Linked DNA regions of Mus musculus: all the other regions are linked to region 5. The links are chromatin contacts, called in public HiChIP or PLAC-seq and promoter capture Hi-C maps. All regions are on one chromosome and are shown on one strand. The core of a region is the stretch at or near the end of the contact, and the rest is flanking DNA. Distances in the headings are between cores, read along the strand shown.

Region 1 (2,700 bases), core at 153-2,652, 2.3 Mb after region 5:
CATGGGCATTGCCTGGCGCCTTTAGAAGTCAAAAAGGGCATCGGATCCTCTGGAACTGTAGCTAGATGGTTGTGAGCTGCCATGTGGATCCTGGGAATCGAATCTAAGTCATCTGCAAGAGATCTGATGATGCCTCTGCCTCCAAGGGCACCCAAACTCAGGTGCTTATGCCAACCATTATGGAAAACTGCAAACAACCCAGAGGCCTATTGCTATATGGACGGATGGATCAACAAGTCAGAGTATAACGGGGAAGGATTAAGTATAAAAAGGTAGAGACTTTTAAGATACGTACTTCATGGAATGAAATACCAACATTTTGCTATGAGAAGTTAGACCCAAAGATTACAGCAGCAGATTGAGCCCTAGGGATATTGGGATCAGGGTTAAAGAAACTGGGAGAGGGGGAGGAAAGGAAAAAGAACACAGTGTGGAGTTACATAACTTTAAAAAATGGAAAATTACCCTACCATGTTAGAAATAAGTTTAGAATGCAAGAGACTGAGTTCCCGACTCGTCCAAGTGTCACAGCTAAACCTGTTCTCTACAACACTGGGCTGGAGAGATGGCTCAGCAGTTAAGAGGGTTTGCTGCTTTTGCAGAGAACCCAGGTTCAGTTCCCAGCATTCACATCAGGTGGCTTACAACTGCCACTTAACTCCATCCAGATCTGACTTCCTGGAACTTTTGGTTTCTGCAAGCGGGCACACTCAGGTGCACACACGTACACATGAAATAAAAAGAAATCTTATAAGTTAACGGCCCCAGCCATCCCCAAACAAAACTCGAGTTCTGTGGCTCAGGCTTGGGAGGCAGGGGTAGGGCCAGAAATGTAAGACCATACTGTAGGGTGAGTTCGAGGACATCCTGTGCTGCCTTTAGTCTCTGTCCAAACAAAAATCAAATTAAAGTCGCCCAGGGCAGAGGTGGTTAGTGGGTAACGGCGGTCTGGGGGCTTCCCGAAGTGAGGGTGGGAGGTGAAAGTGCGTCAAGAGAAAATGTGGATCCATTTGCAAAACCTCGGTATCAACTGGAAACAGAAAGTCCTCCAGGGCGACTGTGGGGGTGGCAGCAGGAAGGGACAGCCAGGCCTGTGCCGAGGAAGAACGCGACCCGTGTATTCCGGTTTTAAGAGACGGCAGGGGCGGGGCAGGGAGAGAAGTACCAAAAAGTTTTGAGTCTTGATGATGGCGGCGGAGCGAATCGCCGGAGATGCCGGAATTCCCACACTGGCCTTCCAGGGTCGCCCACGCGAGGCGACCCACACGGCCCCGACAGCCCAAGGCTCGGGCCATCAGTAGCGCCACAGGCCGCAGCCCACAGGGGCTCGGGCGCGCCGGGAGGCCGGGCTGGAGGCCGGGCGCGTCGCTCTGACGTCACGCGCGCGCTGACGTCGCCGGCAGCCGCAGCCTCTGAAGCGGGGCTGGGACCGGGGGGCGCCGAGTTTGATTAGTTTAGGGGGGCCGTCCCCCGCCGGCCGCCGCACCCCAGGCAGCGGCGTCTCTGCGTGTCGGCGCGTCCCGGAGGCTTCACCGCCGCGCCTCGGCGGTGCTGCGAGGAAAGTTGGCGTGTAAGGGGCGACGGGCGTGTGAGGGGTGGCGGGCGCGGCCATGGAGCCCCGCGGCGCCGAGTACTTCTGCGCCCAAGTGCTGCAGAAGGACGTGAGCGGCCGGCTGCAGGCGGGCGAGGAGCTGCTGCTCTGCCTCGGCACGCCCGGAGCCATCCCGGACCTGGAGGACGATCCGAGCCGCCTGGCTAAGACCGTGGACGCGCTCACCCGCTGGGTGGGCTCGAGCAACTACCGGGTGAGCGGCGGTGCGAACGGGCGCGCGGCCGGGGCGGGCGGGCGCGCTGCCGCCGGGGTCCGGGGACGCGCTGGCATCGCCCCCCAGGGCTTGGGGTACGGCCCCAGGCGGCGGTTCGGTGACACGTTGCTGTGTTGCTTGGCGCTTTACAAAGTGGTAACTTGCGGCCCAAGGCTTTAAGACTTTGTAACGTTTGTCTACGCCCGATGGCAACGCCTGCGCTGAGATGGGGCGTTTGAGTACGGCGTGAAGTTGGACCGTCAAGTTCATCTCTTGCTGTTATACTTAATCTCCAGTTTCTTTTCTCTCTACCCTCTCTTCATCCCTCTCCGCCTCTCTTCCTTTTTTTTTCTTTTTTGCTTCTCTCTTCCTCCCTCTCTTTCCTCTGTCGTTCCCTCCCCGTCTCCCTCCTCTCTTTTCCTCTCCCCTCTCCCTTTCTCCCTCTTTTCTTTCGTAGTCTTTACGTGAAGGTTGAGATCACCCAAAAGCACCGTTAGCGCGTATTCAGGTCCTTCGCACGGAAGGACTGCTCATCTCATGGCATTTATTCACATTTCCCTTAATTGACAGCAGAAAGCCGTTGACCACTCATCAGTTCTCTTGTTTTCCCGCAGTTGGGACGAACTTAGATTTGAAACACTATGGTTTAGTTGATGCTGCAAACGAAGCGGGAATGGGGAGGAGTGCGGTAAGGTACGAGGAGGAATGGGTGTCCGGTCAGCATCAGGGAGTTGTTATGTAGCCACCGATGGAGAAAAGTGAATATTCTGTAATTAGTTGGAGTTGTTAGTGGTTACTTTTCTTTTTAGTCTTCTGGTGGCAGTATTGCTTTAAAATGCAGGCGGGAGCTCCCGTGGATGGAACGATTCTTAGTGATGTATCCAGCAAATAGGCT
Region 2 (2,700 bases), core at 62-2,561, 2.1 Mb after region 5:
GGAGGGAAAGAGGAAGGAAGGAAGGAAGGAGGGTGAGAGGGAGGGGAGGGAGGGAGGGAGGGAGGAGGGAGAGGAGGAGGGAGGGAAGGAGGAAAGGAAGGAAGGAGGGAGGGGAGGAGGGAAAGAGGAAGGAAGGAAGGAAGGAAGGAAGGAAGGAAGGAAGGAAGGAAGGAAGACCTGGGTATGGTGGCAATGCCTTTAATTCCAGCACTCAGGAGGTAGAGCCAGGCTGATCTCTGTGAAGTAGAGGCCAGCCTGGTCAACAGAGTGAGTTGTGGACAGCCAGAGCTACATAGTGATATCTGTCTCAAAAGAAAAAAAAATCAGCCCAGGCAATGTAGTAGGCATGCCCTTACAATCCTAGGAAGAGCAAGTATCCTCTGGAATGGTGAAAGTGCCCCTCTCTCAATTGGGGTTATGCCCACTTGGACCATACATTTAAGTTTTTATCAAACTGTTCAAAATATGTACATTTTTATTTTTAAAAAACATATATCTCAATTAAAATAAAGCAGAATAGGCTGCAGAGATGGCTCAGAAGCTGCTCTTACAAGGGTCCTGAGGGGTTTTTTCCCTGCACGCATGTTGTAAGCATTAAACCACCTCTAACTCTAGCTCCAGGAGATCTGACGCCCTCTTCTGGTTTATTCAAGGACCCATACAGCTACAGCAAGCATACATGTGTGTGTGTGTGTGTGTGTGTGTGTGTGTGTGCGCGCGCGCACATGCGCGCGCGCGCAAAAATAAAAAATAAATATAAATATGTCTTTAAAAAACAAAATGATATAAATAACTTCGTAAGTAGAAATCATGGAGGATTTGTGAAGATTGGATGAAATCCTAAAGTCCACAGCAAGAGATGGGAGAGGACCCAGATTTCCTGAAACCCTCATTCTCCCCACAGGCAATAACTCTTCCGGGACAGAAAGCGAGGGCCTTGTCACGCCAAGCAGAGCCGGCATTTCCCGTCAGGACTCCAGAATCCGTGCTCAGCAACCTCGTAGAATTTGGGGTGTTCATTTGGACAGTGAATCAGGGCTCTTGGGGACAGGAGCCCTAGAGCAGCTCAGGATTTAAATAATGATGTGTCAAAATCTGCCTCCGATGTCTCAGATTTAATCTTCCTCGTGACCTTGTAGGCTTTCAGGATTATTAGAGCCAGCCACACAGAAGCAAAGAATATTAAAGTTGTTTGTCAAAAACCTGCTGCTTCTGTCAGGAAAAACTCCAGAACAGAGGAACATATGTGCTGGAAACGGAAGAACCTCCGAGTGGAGATGGGGAGGGGGATGATGTGATGTGCCGATGTTTGCCAAAAACTGCTCAGCTGAATGGGGTGAGCCGACAGCCAGGGTTTGCGGCGTTCACACGGAGTCCAGGGGCCAGCTCTTTGCTACACTTTCGGATTAAAATTATGTGTCCTCCATGTTTCCTTAGGATGAGCATGTCTGTCACTGCCTCAAATCCTTCTGCCCTTAGAAACCAGACTTGCTATTGCTCTGTTCGTGTTGTAGGACCAGCCAGGCGCGCGGTCTGGACCTCTGCCTCCTCGCTTGTCCAATGAAGTGGATTAAAGACTAATGTTAAAAGAGAGAAGTCTGGGAAATGGTTCTGGTGGCAAAGTGTTTACCTTGAAAGCGCAGGGATGTAAATCCAACCCTCAAAACCCACATCACAAAAAAAAAAAAAAAAAAAAAAAGAACAAAATGGGTTTCATACCCTTGTGTCTTTAATTCCCCATGCTGGGAAGGCGGAGCTAAACAGATCCACAGACCTCGGTACCCTGGCCTGCTGGGCAAGTTCTGGGCCACAGTGACATGCTTCCTCAGAAAATGTGGACTGCACCTAAGAAAAATCACCTGAAGCTGTTCACTGACTGTCGTGTGTGTGCGTGTGCCTCTGTGTGTGTGCGTGTGTGTGTGTGTGTGTGTGTGTGTGTGTGTATGTGCGTGTATGTGTGTCAGTGCAGACCTTCAGTCTCACCACTGACAAAGTAACTGGAAGGAGAATCATGAGTTTGAAGCCAGCCCGGGCTATGCAGAGAAAAGAAAACGAATTATTGCCATGAATTCTGCAGAAAGGCCTAGGACGCGCAGTAAGTTCTTAGTCGCATGAGCTGTACACGTTAAAGCCCCGGGCACTCCCTTTCCATCCACCACTGCAAGCAGATCTCAGACTACACCAAACTCAAATTCAAATGTGCACTCAGCCAGACCCATAATTCCAGCCATTCAGGAGGCTGACCATACGTTAAAGCCAGCCTGGAGGGCTTAGCAGATCTTATCTCCAATGTTTTAAGGTCTAGGGATCTAACTCCACGGTGTAGCACTTCTGTCTCCGCTACTAGAGGGAAAATATTCCTATATTCTAAATACTCCCCAGGGAGGAGGGGTTGATCAGCAGGATTCCACATAAGGTAAAGTTGCTTCTATTCCCAACTTAGTCCTGAGGACTCACTAAGGACAAGGCAGAGCCTAGCAGTCTCTGGGTTAAATTGACTTATTACAGCCTCACCACACCTGTCAGGCTCTGTGACAGCTTGAGAAAGCTTGGGTTCAAAGTGTTATGTGAAGGTGGTGTTGACAGGCACCTGGATAGGAGACACCCGTGCATTGCTCAGTTCCCTGGAGTCAGCAAGGCCATGGGGACAGACACACACATCTGCAAGAGAAACAGAGAGCTTTCGTTTTCTATTGCTAA
Region 3 (2,837 bases), core at 103-2,602, 2.2 Mb after region 5:
GCAGTCAGGCCTCTGGGCAGAAATGCCTTGACTCTGTGTTCTGTCTCCCAGGGCCTCAGTGTACTCACTCGTGAAGGTAATAGCTCGAAGTGTTTCTCAAGTTCATAGAAGACAGCCGCCATAATAGATGTGAGGCACCATTGTCTCCTGGCTTCTGTTCAAAACTTCTTCCCACCAAGAATGGTGGAGCACACACCTTTAATCCCAGCACTTGAGAGGCAGTTGGGTCTCTGTGAATTCAAGGCCAGACTGTTCTACATGGTGATACCTTATCTCAAAAATAAATAAATAAATAAATAAATAAATAAATATCTTCTTATGGCCTCTCCTGTCTCTCTGTAGGAAAAAAAAAATGGCTCTTGGATAATCTCTCCAAAAAAGCTCTCTTTCAATCAGTCAATTTGCTTACAAAAGTTTACTGAGCACCTACCCCGTGCCAAGATCCTTTGCCAAGTACTGGGCATTCAAATCAAATGAGATAATCCTGCTATCTAGGGAATCCCAGGGCAGCAGAAGTGACAAATACCAGGTAAGACAGGACACCTCAGAGATGTAGAGGAAGGGTAGCTACCGGATATAGCAAGGATAACCCATGTTCTCTTTGGAGTCATGGTTTCCGTCAGGTTACCTGCCCTCCTTGGGAGGGAGGACTCCTGTCATGAAAATCGAGGGGCTGGAAGCTGTCAGTATTTAAGGTTTGTAAGTCTTCCATGGCCTGCTCCGAAAGATCCTGCTATGAAGAAAATATGAAGGATGTGTGACTAGGAGAAGACTCTGCCAAGGAAGTGTTTGACTCACAATCGTGAGGACCTGAGTTTGATCTACAAGAGATGGGAGAAGCCATCATGGCACACACTCAAAATCTCATTGCTGGAGAGCCTGAGACAGGTGGATCGCTGGGACTGGCTAGCAAGTGAGCATAGCCTATTTGGAAAGTTCTAGGTCAGTGAAGAATCTGCATCAAATAGTATGAGCAATGCCTCATCTTTTCCTCTGGCTTCCACGTGCATGTGCACACGCATGCGCACACAAACACACACACATGGTGAATAAATAAGAAGATTCTAACCTCCAGGTAAGCTTTATACTCTAACAAACTCTCCCCTCTCCCTTAAACACACACACACACACACACACACTCACACACACTCACACACACACACACACACACTCACACACACACACACACTCACACACACACACCAGCACTCACTGTAAGAGGATCTTGTGTATCACTCATAACCGAGCAACCTGCCATCTGCCCCCGCACCTCTCTCTTTGGTCATGGCTGAGAGGTACTGCAGGGGTCTCCTGGATGCACCTGGAATGAATTCAGGTCTCATCCTAGTGTGGCACGCAGCTGCTGAGTTAATAAGAAAGCTCTGGCAGCTTCGGAAGGCAGTTCAGGGCTTTGAGCTATTTATAGACACTTCAATATGCACAACGGTTGCCTTACACTTTCCATTAACCCCTCCGAGGTTTGAACCGGCAGATTAATTTCCCAGTTCTCTGAGGAATGCTGGCCTTTATTAACCCCATTAGGACATTTTCTTTAGGGGTTCAATTCTCTGTGTGTGGAGAAAAAAAAAAACTCTGAACGTCTTCATAGGCTTGTTCAATTTACCTTGTGCTTCTTAAGTTATAAAAAATAAGAAGAATTTCAAACTCCAAATGATAAACATTCCAAACAGTTTTTGTAGCAAATAAAACTCATAGCTGGGGCATGCAAATTAACAAAACAAAACAAAACAAAAAACCACAAATCATGGATAAGCATGGTACCTTACATATTTGCAAAAATGGTAGCATGTATGGCTGTGTAAGTATTTTCATAAACAAGAAAGAAAGAAAGAAAGAAAGAAAGAAAGAAAGAAAGAAAGAAAGAAAGAAAGAGAGAGAGAGAAAGAGAAGAGAGAGAGGAAGGAAAGAAGGAAGGAAGGAAGGAAGGAAGAAAGGAAGAAGAGAGGGAGGGAGGAAGAGAGAGAGAGAGGAAGGGAGGAAGGAAGGAAGGAAGAAGAGAGGGAGGGAGGAAGAGAGAGAGAGAGAGAAGGAGGGAGGGAGGGAGGAAGGAAGGAAGGAAGGAAGGAAGACTTTACATATGACCTGAGCTCAAGCCCCACCTCTGCCCCCACCGATCTCTTTGTGCTAAGGTTACCTTTGACCTAAGAGAGGAGAACTCAACTGAAGAGTGTGCGGAAATATCTGAGCATCAGAATCCTCCAAGTGATGGTGCAGAGGGCCCGGCATGTGGCTTGGTGGGCAGAGTACGTGAAGTCCTGGGTTCAATCCCCTGCACTTCAGAGACCGTTTGTGACGGTGCCTAACCATAATTGGAGCATGCAGGAGGTGAGAGTAAGAAGATCAGAAGTTCAAGGTGATTGTCAACTCTGTTGCAAGTTCAAGACCAGCCTGGGCTACAGAAGACACTGCATCAAAAGTTTTAAAAACGATATTGCAGATTGGTCCCATTATATAAAGTTAACAGACGCTCCAGCAAGCCAGGGCTTCTGAGTTCTGCCCAGTGTTCCTCCTTCTTCTTCCCGTGTTGGGTCCTCCAGGGCGCTCCATGGGGCACCGAGGGATCCCCAGATCATAGATTGAAGCTTCCTTTCATCCAGAGTTTCCAGTTTAGCTGGGTATAAAACTTTTGTAGTAGGACCTGATGGTTTGTTTTTTTTTTTTTAATTTCCATGGTTTCTGATATTATGTCCACATTTCCATTTCTGAAGCTTCTTGAATTGAGTAAAGTTCTAAATCTTCCGTAAGCCTCAAGCTTTTTTATTCTTGCTGCCAAGCCTTTGCTTCCATCAACCCAACCAGCACCTTAGGGTGGCGTC
Region 4 (2,837 bases), core at 333-2,832, 2.3 Mb after region 5:
TGGTGTAGTGACGCCCAACCATAAAATCTGTTGTTACTTCATACCTGTAATTCTGCTACTATCACGAATGGTAATATAAATATCTGATATGCAGGATGTCTGATACGTCACCCCAAAGGGGCCGTGACCCACAGTTTGAGAACCACTGCCTTAGAGGCACGGATGATACAATGTGCATCAAGCACTTGAGACAGCCGCTGGATACACAGGCCACATATACCACCCGCAGACAAGCACTGTGTGACTAACCCCAGCACTCGCAGACGTTCCTTACAGTTTTACAAAACTCGGGCACTTTAAAGCAAATCCACTCTAAAACTCTCGTGAGAGAACTGTTTGAAATCTGGCTCCTCACTCTGTCAACAGATAAAGTCTACTCAGTGCTGGGAGCCATTCTAACTACGGTAAGGGCTGCTAGTGGCCATCTGGCAACACATGCAGGAAACATCACGGGAGCAAGATGATGCCAAAACTAAGGGGTGTCTCTGGACAGCTCTGTTCCCACCCTAATCCACCAGCGTCCCTTGCATGAAACAAGATCATATTACCAGAAATTGGATCATAAGGTATCACGGAAATGTTATCATTATCAAGTACCTGGGTTGTCACCAATTGCAAAAAGGACCAGGGTATTCCATACGTGCATACGCCCGTGTCAAAAGATTTTTAAGTAACCAGTCTCAGCGGTCTACTATGTCATTCAAGTTTTCTTTCAAACGACTGTAGCTCCTAACTTTTACAACTGTCAGTCTGTCACTTGATTATTGGAACATGAGATGACTTACTTCAAGTGAACAATATAATAAGTCACCGACATTTGGTTTAGTGTCCAAATTCTCTCCCTTCCCTTTCGTAACTATTATTAGGAAATCTAGACGTGGTCCAATAAAGTCACAAACAGGGATTGTAAAAGGGAGACTCCAGTTGTAACACCCAAAAAGTGAAAACCGGTCAAACGGCTGTAACCAGAGAGATCATTACACGGCAGACGTCCTCCCAGGTAAGGAGCCTCGGTGACAGAAGGCACTCGGAAGGGAGGACAGGGTTATGAGTCCTCTCACCAGGAAAGAATGCTGACCACACCTACGCTGCTGGCCTGAGTCAGAGTGGAGGCCAGGCGCGGGGGAGAGGAAAAGGCTATGAAGGGAGGAGGAAGCGAGGCTGGGGAGGGGAGCGGGGACAGGAAGGGAGGCTGGGAGGGAGCCCCGCCGCCCGGGCCCACCTCAGCAACGTCTCCAGGGCGCCCTCATGCTTGTCCAGCGGGCGACCGAGCGCCGAGCGCCGCAGTTTGCTGAGCTCCTCGGCCGCACGGCAGTACTGGGCCTGCTCCTCGCCGCCGCTCGGGTACGTCTGCTGGATGAACTTCACCAGCGGCTTGGCCAGGTCCACCTCCGAGGTCTTCTTCAGCTGCACCCAGATGAACGACGCCATGGTGAGCGCCCGGCCGCCGCGTCGGGCCGCACAGACGGAGGGACAGCGACCACGGCCTAGGCGCGCTCGGCACCGGCAGCGGAGGAGCGGACCGACGGGCCGACGGACTGGGCCGCCAGCGCTTCGAGCTGGCCACTTCCGGGAGCCCCCGCGCAGGCGCAGTCGGAGGGGCGCGCCGCTCGGTCACGTGATGGTGCCACCAAAGCGTCGCTCACCTGGGCTCGCCTGTGCGGCGCCTGCGTGGTGGGATCAGGCGGTAGCCTACTGCGATGATTAAATTTTCAAAAAGATTCTTTTGGTTATTTTGGTTTGGTTTGGTTGTTTTGTTCGAGACTGGGTTTCTCTGTGTAGCCCTGGCTATCTTGGAACTGACTTGTAGTCCAAGCCGGCCTCGAACTCGCGGAGATCTTCCTGCCTATGCCTCCCCAATGCTGGGATTAAAGGCATACGCCACTACCACCCGGCTCAAGAAGATTTTAAATTCTCCTTAGATTCTGCTCTATTTTTCTTTTTAAAATATTTTTAATTGATTGTATTTTTCCTTTTTTATTACAAAAATTAATTTTATAGGTCAATATATTCTGCCCGGTGGTGAAATGCTCCTTTGTTATGCTTTCTCCTATGAGACCAGACCCTGGGGAGTATTGTGATGTGCGGTTGAAGGTCCATTGTGTGTGCAGCCTTACCCCCACCCCCACCCCCCAGGGCAAAAGTAGAAAAAGTCCCTGCCTTCGTGCAGTCTTCCAGGTAAGGACACAGTCGGTAGTAAGGTACGTAAAAAGAGATCTCTTAGAAGAACATAGCATAAGCAAGATAATTTAAGAAACATCCTCCCAGAAGATGAATTTAAAAGAATACTCGCAATTTGACATTAAAAGAGAGCACGGGTGGAGAGACTTAAGTGGGAAGAGGCCCCAGACCTAAAGCACGAGTATCCCATATCCAGAACTTAAAAGGGAAGTAGAGACTAGAATGAAAGGAAGTTGAAGAGTGACACCACAAATCATTATGAAACTTGTAGTCAGTGTCTAGAATCTATTTAGTACAATCAGTCGTACTTAAGCAATTTTTTTTATATTTTTTACAAAGGCCTCCCTGGGTAACTGGGGAAATAGATTAGCAGTTAAAGACTGTTTGCTGCTCTGCCTGAGTGAGAGGCCGACCTGGGTTCCCAGTAGCCTCTTTAGGAACACACTCAACACCTGTAACTCAAGGCGACCCATCACCCTCTTGGGGCCTCCTCTGGGGCCAGCCCTCACGCGCACATACATAGAATGTTTCTTGAAGGCCTCCCAGAAGACAAGTCTGGTATTTTTACTGTTTATTTTTATTATGGTTTATTTATTGGGGAGTACTCAGAGGTCAGAGGTCAACTTCTGGAATCAGTCCCTTCTACCACGTGGGTC
Region 5 (2,897 bases), core at 144-2,643:
ACCACCAGGGCCAAGCAAGCATGAATTGAAACCTCTGAGACTATGATCCAAACAAATATTTCTTCCATTTAAAGCATGAACTCAGGGAGCTAGGGAGATGGCTTAGTGCTTAAGAGTACTCCCTTGTGTTGGAGAGGACTTGAATTTGGTTCTCAGACCCACAAGAGATGGCTCACAAGTTGGTTGTTATAACTCAGGCTCCAGGGGCTTGGACATCCTCTGCAAAAATCTGTGGGCACCTACACCAATGTGCACCTCCCAACACATACTTGTGCACATAATTTAAAATAATAAAAAATAATTTAAAAAATTGGCTACTGGTTAGCTTATGTGTTTTGTCACAGTAATGAGACTATCTAATACAGGTAGGTGGTCTAAGTCTATTAAAAGATGGAACGAGAAATTACTCCTGTAATCTAACATACTATAGATACCATATTTGAATGCCAGGTGAGGCAGGAGGTGGAACGGGACCACGGAAAGCATCTATGAGCCTCAAAACCATTTTGAGAGTCTCACACAAAGCTTCCCAGTTATATTTCACTGGCCAAGACCTTTTCTTATTGGTTAGTTTTGGCACCAGGGCAGCTGGGAAATGCAGTCTTTATTGAGGGTTGCAATGTCTTCAGCTAAAATTGGTGTTCTGTTAATAAGGTGGGGGGGTTGTGAATATGTGAACAGTTAGTTTTCCCCACAGCATGCAGCAACGTGTGGGATAAATGCACTGTGGTGTGTTGTCTTGAGCTGAGAGCTCAAGACCCCTACTGCCGAGTGTGTTAAGCCAAACTACAGGGAAACGATGGTTATCCACCATCAGGTGTTGCTTGACTTCTGCCACACAAGGCAGGAGACTCAGCATCTGATCCCTAAAGCTCCGTCTATTTGACTCTCTTCCCCTCCTGGGTTGGAACCACTGTGTCCTAACTTTGATTCTGGGTGCAAAAAGAACGTTTTGGTGGCGTACCTACAGTTTGGCCTCTGTGCTGCAGGGAGAGGCAGGGTTGCTGGGGTTCCAGACCTCCTTGACTTGGGAGTCACCCACTGAGAGCACTGTAGAGCCTCAAGTCAAAACCAGTCCCCTAGTCCCTTAGCTGGAACAGCCTTGGCAGAGGGAATAGGGAAGGAAGGAGGGAAGGAAGGAGAGAGAAAGGAGGTAGGAAGGAGATATATGAGAGAGAGAGATATGAGAGAGAGAGATATGAGAGAGAGAGAGAGAGAGAGAGAGAGAGAGAGAGAGAGAGAGAGAGAGAAGAGATCCTGTGGGGTACTGGCTGTCCAGCTAGCTCTCCTGGAGCGCCCTGCTTGCTCAAGTTCACTGCCAACTCCACCGCCCCCGGGTGGCCTAGGGCGAGGCGGGGCGAGGCGGGGAGGGGCGGGGCGGGGCGGCGGCGGCAGCGCGGTTGTCAAGCTCGCGCTGAGGAGACTGTCCTTGCGCCGTGGCTGCCGCCAGCAGCAACCTAAAGGAAGAGGAGACCTGGATCGCTCTGTGCAGCGAGTAGTCCCGGCGCCTTCCTGCGCCCGCTTGGCCGCCGTCGGGCCACGTCCAAGAGCTGCCACCTGCAGCCAGGCCGCCAACCATGCCAGCCGCGCCGGTCCTGCGCCCGCCGCCGCCGCCAGCGACCCCCGCCCCGCCGGCACCCAGTCGCCCTGCGCCTCCCATTCCGGGTAAGTGCCCTCGGTGACTGTCGGGAACCCCACTCTGAGCGATGGGGCAGCAGAGGCAGACCCTACGGGGATGCACTGTGCAGGCATGTGTGCAGGCTTGCGATTTGAGTTCATGTGTGCTCTGCGTGAGTCTGTTGTGTGCATGTGTGTACTTGTGCAACCCCTCTACACAACGGGAAACTTGCTAGGGGGTGACACCAGCTTGAGCGGTTCCCCTCTGGGCAATCAGAACGCCATTCCTGGAAAAACATACTGGGCAGGTGCAGGAGGCTGCAGGAAGAGTCACCACAGAGGGAGCTGTCGTTGATTAATCTTCATGGGGGAGGCACTAGTCACCCAGAGACGTCCCTCATTCCATCCTTTTCTGAAAGAACCTCTGTTTTGAAGCTCTAGAGCTACCTCCTTGTCAAAGGTCATCCAAGAGTTGTGGAGAGGTTTACTGAACCCTGCTTTCCAGAGCGCTGTTTCTAGCCAGAGAGTCACAGAAGAACAAAGGGGGGTTAGAAAGAAACAGTACAGGCAGAGTGTTTGGGAATTAGCAGGCTAGATCAGAGCGGGAGAAATAGAACCATCAATTCATTTCAAATATAGCCCCACGTTTTCACTCCTTTCCACGTCTGGCTCTGGGGGCGAGGTGTGGTGGAGAAAGGATGAGGCAGCTCCCGGGCCGGGCAGAGGCGTCTGGGGACACCTTCCCAGAGTATGTGCCTGCTGGGAGTGGGGCTGAGAAGCTGTGGAGGGAATTAGGTTGTTACTTGCTCCATATAGTGAGTCATTTCTCTGCCTCACTCCTTCTGAGTCCAGACCATTCTCTGTCCTCTACTTGATGGTTGATAGCCGTCCAGTGGGAGCTAGGTCCCACTCTCAACCGCTCTTATAACATATGCTGGCATTAAGGAGACTGTTTTGGGGCCTGCAGAGGGGGGTCTGTTGGCTTTTACAGGGGTGATCTACTGGGGCTAGTGTTGGGCTAAGGATCACAGAGAAGCGAGGTTCCCAGAGCTCTAGGTAGGGACACGTTATTCCTGGGGGGGGGGGGGAGAAAGCAGAGCCCCAGGGAGGAAACAGGGCTGTGGAGTGCTGGTTTGTCTACTCCCAACTTCAGCAAAGCAAGTTCTCTGTGATAGTATTGTTAGCGCGATGCCACGGGAGGAAGGGCAAAGGGAGGCAGCTGTGATTTCTGAGTTATACTTACTGACCAGCTCTCTCTCCACAGTCCTATTGTGGCACAT
Region 6 (2,802 bases), core at 236-2,735, 2.2 Mb after region 5:
TATTTTGTGATAGTAACTTAAGACAACATGAATTTGAGAGTGTAGGCAGAGCTGTGGATAGGATCAAAACGCATTGTACTCATCTATGAAACTCTCAAGACCAAAAAAGGAAAAATAGGCAATAAATATTTCTAAGATTTAAAATAAAACTGATTTTTTTTTCATACAATATATTCTGATAACCGTTTCCCTTCCCCCAACTCCTCCTGATTTCTCTCCATCTCCCTATCCACCCAGATCCATGCCCTTCCTATCTCTCCTTAGAAGCACAGGCATCTAATGAAAAGTAATAAAATAAAACAAAAACAAACTGGAATAAGTCAAAATAAACAAACAAAAGAAAAGCGAGCCAAAGAAAAAGAACAAGAAACACATATATTTAAGACAGAGTCTCATCATGCAGCCTGGCTAACCTGGATCTCACTATGCAGACCCGGTTAACCTCGAACTCAGAGATCTCACAAGTCTCTACCCAGTCATGCACACCATGCCTGGCTGTCAGACAGCAATGTTTTACCATGAACACTCTGGGAAAACGATCATCAAAGTTTACGGTAAAAGTTTGAATCAGCTTTGATAACATATGATGTCTTCTAAATTAACAGAGGCTCATGATACATAAGCACAGCGTGCTGAACATTTTCTTTGTACCTGTCAGGAAATCCAGCTTCAATACAATAACTTAGTGTTGATTATAAAAGATTTTACCTCTAGTGCCGGGCGTGGTGGCGCACGCCTTTAATCCCAGCACTCGGGAGGCAGAGGCAGGAGGATTTCTGAGTTCGAGGCCAGCCTGGTTTACAGAGTGAGTTCCAGGGCACCCAGGGCTACACAGAGAAACCCTGTCTTGAAACACACCCCCACCCCAAAAAAAGACTTTACCTCTGTGTGCAATGGCATTACAGATTATCAAAAAGCCTCTGTTAATTTAAATTAATAAATTTACAAAAAAATAATGGCTTACTAGTTCTGATTTTGCTTAGCATAAATGATTTTTGCTTTTCCATGAAAGAGAAATCAATCCATATAAATTTATCAATAAGACACCAATGGTCTGGGACTGTAGAACCTAACAAACCTTTGGTTTCAATCCCCAGCGGGGAAAGAAAATAGAAGAGACCAAAAAGAATAAGAAAGATGTGTCCCACAGCTATCTTTCTCTAAAATTAAAAAAACAAAAAACAAAAAAGAAACGTGCCAAGGGCTGGAGATGCAGCTCTGTAATAGCATGCTTACCCAGCTATTCAATCCCCTGCTCTGCCAGGACAGACATAGGAATGTTTCAGGTTAAAGGCTTGCTTGGGCATGTAGAAAGGCTTTGTCTCTGAAAAGGGGGGTTGGGAGTAAGCTGGGGACACAGCTCAGTGGTAGAATGCCCATATAATATGCACCAGGCCCTGGTTTAATCCTCAGCCCTGCAGGGCAGGGGTTAGGGATCCTGTTGCTGTTCCCTGGGGCTATTCTCGTGTTTAGATTCCTTGCTCTTCACATCCTCGTGTTCTGACCAGATCCAGGCATGTAGCTGGCATTCCTGGTCCACCCATCCTGTAGCCCTGGATCCCTTAGACACACTGCTCTGCAGCTCTCCTGCTGTTGAGTGCTGCCCGGGACCTGCTCTGCCCTCCACACCCTCTACCAGTGCACTCAATACATGAACACAGCTGAGGCCATGAGGAACCTCAGCTGTGCTCATGTATTCTCCCTCTGTTCTCACAGTATACCAGTTTCCCAAGAAGACTCCCAAAGTGGTGCCCCACACTACTGTCTAAATCCGAACAGCAACCCCGATGCTTTTCCTGCTGAGTTTATAAACTTGTAACCAATCATTGTCATCTTTGTACATGACAAAGGTTCCACACTGGACAACAAGCTGAGATAAAGAAAGGTTATATTCATTTGCTAATTTTACAAAGTACTTAACACAGTAAGTACTCACGAAGTAAGTCTTGCTAGAATATATATAATTATTCTATACAAAGAGAAATAAAGAAGAGTATTAACAACTTTAGAAATCTATTGTGCCTGGAAATGTACCTTTTCAATACACTGTTTCTTACTTGCCTGGACTTACTTCCTAGGCAGCAGGGAGCCTCTAATGTAATACAACTGACCTTACAGCAGCCACCACCACATTCTGCCTGCATTTTCTCTCCTCTCTAAGACTTCCCTAATGAGAGGCTCTGTGGGTTCGCTCTCCTGCCATCATTAGAAATATCATCCTGATGCTGTCCATTTACTAACATGCACACCTTGCCAATCTTCCCTTCAAACCATGTGGAATACAAAGAAAATCATGAAGAACAAAGAAACTAAAGTTGGAAGGCTCCCATCTTCTTCACCCCAAGGGAAGTTTCTGTCCTTTCTAAGCTTCCCTTTTACAACATCTGAGTTAAACACTGTTAGCATATGAAGTACCAGCTCACAAAAGTAACTCAACAAATGAAAATTCCAACAGGACATTAATCAATAACTCCACTATCACTCAATGTATAGAATGCTAGTTTTGATATAACAACCCCGATTTACTTCTGTATGTGTTTATGTGTCTGTCTGTGAGCATACAAGAATGTGTGGTACTTGGACTCAAACCCCAAGCCTGGTGCAAGCTAAACAAGTGGCCTTCCATGAAGCTGCACCCCAAGCCCCTTCGGCTGAGTTGGCAGTAAGACTCTGGCAGTCTCTACGTAGCAACTTGAACAGAGTCCCATGAACACAGGACTCCCCATGTCACGTTCTCCCTTCTCACCTCGCTGCCCTGCATGGTCTTTGCTGGGTTAGCAGAGGGGATGGCAGCATTCAGCT

What was found. Promoter capture Hi-C pulls out the DNA fragments that hold promoters and counts their contacts. HiChIP or PLAC-seq counts read pairs in DNA pulled down with a chosen protein or histone mark.
Region 1: a promoter capture Hi-C map of frontonasal cranial neural crest shows a contact between it and region 5. The contact joins the promoter of Clasp2 here to the promoter of Dclk3 in region 5. A contact is called at or near these places in 2 of 39 promoter capture datasets (frontonasal cranial neural crest and liver) and 1 of 115 datasets of contacts at active chromatin or transcription factors (stem cell-derived neural progenitor cells).
Region 2: a promoter capture Hi-C map of hippocampal neurons shows a contact between it and region 5, with 4 times the contacts expected there. The contact joins the enhancer-like site here to the promoter of Dclk3 in region 5. A contact is called at or near these places in 5 of 39 promoter capture datasets (the 3T3-L1 cell line, cranial neural crest, hippocampal neurons and 2 more).
Region 3: a contact with region 5 is called in a promoter capture Hi-C map of second pharyngeal arch cranial neural crest. The contact joins the enhancer-like site here to the promoter of Dclk3 in region 5. A contact is called at or near these places in 10 of 39 promoter capture datasets (the 3T3-L1 cell line, 3T3-L1-derived adipocytes, the C10 cell line and 6 more).
Region 4: a contact with region 5 is called in an H3K27ac HiChIP or PLAC-seq map of epiblast stem cells, with 19 times the contacts expected there. The contact joins the promoter of Pdcd6ip here to the promoter of Dclk3 in region 5. A contact is called at or near these places in 8 of 39 promoter capture datasets (the C10 cell line, cranial neural crest, embryonic stem cells and 5 more) and 3 of 115 datasets of contacts at active chromatin or transcription factors (embryonic stem cells, epiblast stem cells and large pre-B cells).
Region 6: a promoter capture Hi-C map of stem cell-derived epiblast-like cells shows a contact between it and region 5, with 6 times the contacts expected there. The contact joins the enhancer-like site here to the promoter of Dclk3 in region 5. A contact is called at or near these places in 9 of 39 promoter capture datasets (the 3T3-L1 cell line, 3T3-L1-derived adipocytes, the C10 cell line and 6 more), 3 of 115 datasets of contacts at active chromatin or transcription factors (embryonic forebrain, forebrain and stem cell-derived neural progenitor cells) and 1 of 9 other capture datasets (pancreatic islet).

What each region holds. Positions count from the first base shown.
Region 1 is chr9:113,740,071-113,742,770 of GRCm38.p6, forward strand. It overlaps Clasp2 (CLIP associating protein 2), which reads left to right and starts at 1,403. Exons shown (of 40, transcript NM_001114347.1): 1 at 1,403-1,805. The coding sequence starts at 1,611.
Region 2 is chr9:113,514,045-113,516,744 of GRCm38.p6, forward strand. The region is part of intron 2 of AU023762 (expressed sequence AU023762); the gene reads right to left. Among named protein-coding and RNA genes, the nearest start is that of Gm36540, 47 kb to the left of the region's middle. Within about 2 kb of position 1,312, at least 11 of the 459 cell types and tissues checked have an H3K27ac peak or open chromatin away from gene starts, as enhancers often do. A contact at or near this core is called in hippocampal neurons, where this site is marked.
Region 3 is chr9:113,633,844-113,636,680 of GRCm38.p6, forward strand. Gm36745 (a long non-coding RNA gene) reads right to left here. Exons shown (of 5, transcript XR_379913.3): 5 at 1,994-2,837. Among named protein-coding and RNA genes, the nearest start is that of Gm36745, 8.3 kb to the right of the region's middle. Within about 2 kb of position 1,353, at least 5 of the 459 cell types and tissues checked have an H3K27ac peak or open chromatin away from gene starts, as enhancers often do. A contact at or near this core is called in second pharyngeal arch cranial neural crest, where this site is marked.
Region 4 is chr9:113,706,677-113,709,513 of GRCm38.p6, forward strand. It overlaps Pdcd6ip (programmed cell death 6 interacting protein), which reads right to left and starts at 1,583. Exons shown (of 18, transcript NM_011052.2): 1 at 1,223-1,583. The coding sequence starts at 1,431.
Region 5 is chr9:111,437,688-111,440,584 of GRCm38.p6, forward strand. Dclk3 (doublecortin-like kinase 3) reads left to right here and starts at 1,394. Exons shown (of 5, transcript NM_172928.5): 1 at 1,394-1,665. The coding sequence starts at 1,578.
Region 6 is chr9:113,669,011-113,671,812 of GRCm38.p6, forward strand. It overlaps Pdcd6ip (programmed cell death 6 interacting protein), which reads right to left. Exons shown (of 18, transcript NM_011052.2): 12 at 2,747-2,802. Among named protein-coding and RNA genes, the nearest start is that of Gm36745, 27 kb to the left of the region's middle. Within about 2 kb of position 1,486, at least 25 of the 459 cell types and tissues checked have an H3K27ac peak or open chromatin away from gene starts, as enhancers often do. A contact at or near this core is called in stem cell-derived epiblast-like cells, where this site is marked.